Regions from separate parts of the Cyprinus carpio genome. Here region 2 is linked to region 1. The links are chromatin contacts, called in public Hi-C maps. All regions are on one chromosome and are shown on one strand. The core of a region is the stretch at or near the end of the contact, and the rest is flanking DNA. Distances in the headings are between cores, read along the strand shown.

Region 1 (2,700 bases), core at 128-2,627:
CATAAAGTGACTCATAGCATGTTGCTAGGGAATTTTCCAGAAAGGGGCATTTACTGCTGCAGTGCTGCATGGTTCAGTCTTCCCATATGATTGTGTTTCTGGGTGAAACCTGCCATCTCGCAAGTCTCTGTCCCACATGGGCGTCTGGCTTGTGCCCTTGCCTTTTGTCTGGCATTCTGATGGGATAACTCAGATAACACAGGAGGAGGGGGCAATGCGTCCCCTCTGAAGTTCCCATAATGCCTTTGTTGTCTGGTGCGCGCAGTGACGTGGATGAATGGATGGTTAACTAGATTAAGGCTTGTGCTTTATGAAGCAGTGTTATTATGACTGGATATGTCCATCTCTGTTTTTTCTCCAGTTACCAGTGCAACCCACAATCATGAAGGCCAACATGGGTGGCTGTATGTTCAGCTGCAGGTTTGTGCATGGAATCTACTGGGGATGCTCACTTTTAGTGTCGTTTGTACTCCTTGCAGCACGTGCTGGCCCAAACTAGAGAGGACGCAAGGAAACTTTCAATGTTTTTCTCTCATCCCCACTGTCTTGCCATGCCGATGAAGTCATTTGGAAATTAGTCGTTCACTGCACACACGCTCTTTCCCTTGGAAACCTGTTGTGTAATGTGTGCTTTGGTATGAATTCAAAGCCCATTCTAAGAAGTTTCCCTCACTGCTGTGAGTTCAACTGTTGGATCTCTCATGACATGATCTCCACGTACTGTGCCCGACTCCATGAGAATAGTACTGTACCGGGGAGACATTTGGAAACGGAGCACAGATGGCTGGCAGCAAGCAGCAGTCCCCATTCTCCAGCCTCTCTCCCCCTCCTTCTCCTCCTCCTCCACCCGCTCCGTTTCTTTCCTCCCAGATCGTGAGAGCACAGCTGTTTTCCTTCTGTTATGAAACTGTGGAGAGGAGGAAACAGGAAATGGCTTCATGAAATATAGATCTGGAGGCCAGACTTGGTTGTCTTTGCAGCTTGTGAGCACGGTATGAAAAAGAGAGCTAGAGGAGAGGGGGGGAAAGTTTTGGATAGGCTTATGTAATGCCTCCTCCATTTCCTTCGGCTCAGTAACAGAATGGCCTCCGCAGAAGAGACCAGTCCCACAGTTTCTAGCACACTTCAGGGCTTTCTGACCTCAGAGACGAGGTGACGACTGCTTGAACAACGTGCACCCAGTTCACCTAAGGGCCTGTTAGAGGCTCTGTGACAGGTGTTAGCGCATATCTCCTCTTAGCTAACAACACAATGGAGCAGCATACATAGCAGTAAGAGGATTGAGCTGTCTGATCTCGGGGAGTCCGCATAAGGCTAACCCAAATTAGCCCAGCTGCCTCTCTCCCTCGCTGTTGTGCAGTTGTTGCCACATTATCGCAGCCTGTTTACACTTCTGCCCTGTCGCAAACAGGCTGACGACGGTTTGTTGTGTCTGCTCTGTCTGGGGTTTGTGTCTGTAATCATAACACATTAACAGATCTTCCGGGATGCCGTCACGTCTGACTTCGATGTTTGAGCCTGCTGATTAGCACAGGGAAGGTTAAACAAGGCTCAAGGAATAAGATTTTATATAGGGATTACGGGTTTATGTAAATTGCGTGTTAGATTAGTGATGAAACAGCTGATGACTCACATTGAGTTCAGTTTTATTGGTATCTGAGTAGTAGCTAATTTGTCTAAAAGTAATCAAGACCAGACACAACAGATACACCCATACTTTTAATGGACACTAGTTAGATTATGCGGCATATTTACTTTGACATATTAAAGCAGTGAGGGATAAATGTAGAGTTGATTCAGGTACAGGCATTGATTGTTTAACTGGAAAAACATTTAAAAAGCGTATTTCTAAAAAAAAATTTGAGTGAGCAAAAAACTCTGAGCGACATCACGTTAAATGAAATAGTACAACCTGTTGAACGGACTGTCCACCTGTACCTCACAGCCTTTTCTTTTGAGTCCACCCTGGTGTCCAACCTGTCTACAGTCCATTTTTACCTTATTAGATGGCATCACCTTTTGTTTAGGTCAGAACAGACCATTTTTAAGAAGGACAGAGTGAATCTACTCTGATAAGATTAACCTGGTGGCTTAGAGAAAACTGTTACAGTGGTTTACAGCAGCAGTGGACAGTCCTGGATGGAGGAAAGGTGCTTGAGTGGTGCCTGGTACTCTAGGTTGGCTGTGATCACAAACCTAGTGTCTCGGAGGTTGAGATGTGTCAATTACATGTTCACCCCACCCCATCCCCCTCCATCTACCACCAGTTGTCTGTCTCTTGGAGTTGGTCCAGGCCGTAATCCAGTTAGGGGCAGCAGATTTGGGCTGTTTTATCTCCTGTGCTGGGTTAACTCCTGGGATGTGTCTGGTCTCTGGTCCTCTCCTCCAAGCCCTCAACAGATGGGGCCTTGTCTTGCAAGCACTCTCTCCAGAGGAGCCGTGGCAAAGAGCCAGCACCAACGCAGCTTATTTAATAGTGTCACTACATGGCCCAGCTGCATCCTGGGTATGGCCTTGTTCTTGTAGAGAGAAAGTGATCATGATGGAAAGGTCAGAAACTAAAGTTTGAGACGGCTCACCTAAAGAACCTACTGGCTTGACAAAACTGGCTTTCTGTAGAGATGAGTCAGGATGGTTGACTGGTCATCCAACAGCCGACAAGCTATTGTGGTTGATTGATTAATTTTATTTTCAGTACCA
Region 2 (2,740 bases), core at 201-2,700, 88 kb before region 1:
CCACCCCTCCCAGTCGTATGAGGGGTGTGGGAACAAGTGAAATGAGTGGAGAGGGCTGCGGGAGTGGCAGTGTCTTCAGGTTTGATCCAAGTCTCATTCTCATATAGCAAAATATATATAAGTCTCATATAGCAAAATATATACAAATTAAAACCTAAATAGGGACATAGTAGTATTTTTTAAAGTATGATGTAAAGTTCACTTAAAGACAACTTATGAGTATACTTGCAGTATAAAACTACTAAACTAGTAGTTTACTGAGAGTATACTTCAAAGTGTACAAAGTATTTAATTAGTAAACGATCAGTATACCTATAAGTTGACTTTTGGTATAATTGCAGTACAAACTACAAACATAGAGGTAAACTAGTTGTGTACTCAAAGTTTGCTACTGTTATACTTAAAGTATACTTAAAAGTATTCTTTTTTATACTAGAAAATGGACCAATTTAGTCCCAAGAAGTATTGAAACAGTACACTTACAAGTATAATTTTAATTAATTAATTAATAATAAAATTTGTATACTTGCTACATAAAGTATACTTAAAAATATACTTGAACTTTACTTAAGTATACTTAATAAAATAAACTTGAAGTATACTACTATTTGGTAAGGGTGTGCAACACATTTTATGGAGGACTGTTTCCTGATCCTTGGAGAGTAGACTACAATGGCCCTGTTGTTCTGATTTGCAGACTGTAAGTACTTTTACATATTAAAATAATTTGCCACTGATGATTGAAATGCAAGTTTTAAGTGTAGAGTAGCGCTTGTTGTTTGTTGTTTCTCAGATCACAAATGCAGACATGGTTTTATGTTTACGCAGCACGTTATGCAACGCAACGCGTAAAAAGACAGTAGAAGTCATTATAATCAGTAATTATGTCCCCACTAGATGCAACAAATGCCTCGTTTGTAATGGGTTTTATTGGTTTTTTCTGGTCGTGCTGGGACAGGCTTCACAGTACGTTAAGGGGCGTAACATTTCCATCACAGGCTTGAAGCATTCGGCCAATCACAACACGCTGGATAGCTGGCCAATCAGAGCACACCTCGCTTTTCAGAACGATGAGCTTTGTAAAAAATGACTTGTTTCAGAAAGGCTGGGCATAGAGGAGAAACAATAATGTACAGTATGTGTATGTTAACCTTAAACCACATAAACACATTTCATTATACCAAATATACAAAATAATCTTTTTAGCAGCATCATATGACCCCTTAAAAGAAAACAAAATGTCAAGAAAATGTCAAGAAAGAAAGAAAATTAAGATTCAAGACCTTATATTGAATACATAATTACTATATCAAAACATAAGATGCTTGTTTTGTTAAATCTGGCAAGATCGAATAGTGTTTGTAGACATTTGATGTTCATGCACACCTCAGTGTATGTCAGTTTCTGTGATATTGGCAGCAGTAAGTCCGCTCGTGCAGAAGGTGGCAGTAATCAGCTCTCAAAGGCTTTCATCTGCAACAAAGCAGCGAGCGAGCAACGATTCCAGTAAAGAAACACGGCACCGCTGGACCATTTTTGCTGAAGTTTGACCAAATGACCCTCTGCTTTTTTATTAACTGAATTGTGTGAGGTATTTTCTTTATTAAGAAGTAGTTTAGAAGATGTTCGTGGCGAAGAGCATCGCAGCGGATCACAAAGATCTGATTCACGATGTTTCTTATGACTTCCACGGTCGGAGGATGGCGACCTGCTCCAGCGACCAGAGCGTCAAGGCAAGAAAACACCGCTTCACTGCACTGCACTGTCTCCATAGACCTACAGTGAACTGACATAGACAGCACTGAGAACCCCGTGACACCCAAATACCGCTCTGTTAGGGCTGTTTACTGGGTTTCGAGACACAGCCAGAGACAGAGACCCTTTAATGACTAAAAAAGGCATTTCTCGTCCTGTTTAAAGCTGCTTTAAGCTTTACTTAAAATCCAGTCATTTATAAAGGCTTTTGAGTCTTGAAGGTTTCATTCTTTGCAGCATGTGGCTCTTTAGCTTATGTAATTGTTCCACATTTTATTGACAAGCATTCTGTCTTTTCCACCCCTTTTATACTGTTTTAGGTCTGGGACAAAGGTGACGACGGAGAATGGCACTGTACTGCTAGCTGGAAGGTATCAAGTATTTTTCTTACGTAAATCTCTATTCAAACCTAAAATGCAAAAGTCAGTATGTGGGGTACAGTAGGTGCATTTACATGTAGATCATTTTGTGTGCATACGGCCGTCCTAAATGGTCAGTTAGTGTAACCAGATGTTGTAGACCCACAGTGGGTCGGTGTGGAGGGTGACCTGGGCGCACCCTGAGTTCGGTCAGGTGCTGGCGTCTTGCTCCTTCGACCGCACCGCTGCTGTATGGGAGGAGATCGTCGGAGAATCCAATGACAAACAGCGGGGACAAAGTCACTGGGTGTGTAAAATTTTTTTATTTTTTGTTACCATTGTCATGATATAGGTTTTCTAACTTCTACACAATTCCTTGAAAAATAGTGCTAATGTATTTTTTATATCGCAAGGAAAAATTGCTACAACATAAAGGGCATAAAATCTGAACAGTATCGAAATTATTTTCATTTTTGACCCCTAAATCAGACTAATTTCTTTGCAACTGAAAATCGGTTGCTTCATAGCTCTGAGTGGGATTGTATAACAGTAGTCATGATGTATTATTATTGTTACTGTTACTGAAAATGCACACAAAGCACAGCTGGTATCAGTGTATTTCTACT

What was found. Hi-C and Micro-C count contacts between places; a contact is called where the count stands out from the background.
Region 2: a contact with region 1 is called in a Hi-C map of liver, with 4 times the contacts expected there. The contact joins the promoter of seh1l here to the enhancer-like site in region 1. A contact is called at or near these places in 3 of 8 Hi-C or Micro-C datasets (liver and skeletal muscle).

Annotation. Positions count from the first base shown.
Region 1 is chrB19:4,710,073-4,712,772 of ASM1834038v1, reverse strand. The region is part of intron 3 of LOC109096517 (low-density lipoprotein receptor class A domain-containing protein 4-like); the gene reads left to right. Among protein-coding and RNA genes, the nearest start is that of LOC109084059, 25 kb to the right of the region's middle. Within about 2 kb of position 1,377, at least 2 of the 8 cell types and tissues checked have an H3K27ac peak or open chromatin away from gene starts, as enhancers often do. A contact at or near this core is called in liver and skeletal muscle, where this site is marked.
Region 2 is chrB19:4,798,151-4,800,890 of ASM1834038v1, reverse strand. seh1l (nucleoporin SEH1) reads left to right here and starts at 1,450. Exons shown (of 9, transcript XM_019075146.2): 1 at 1,450-1,733; 2 at 2,076-2,126; 3 at 2,275-2,421. The coding sequence starts at 1,623.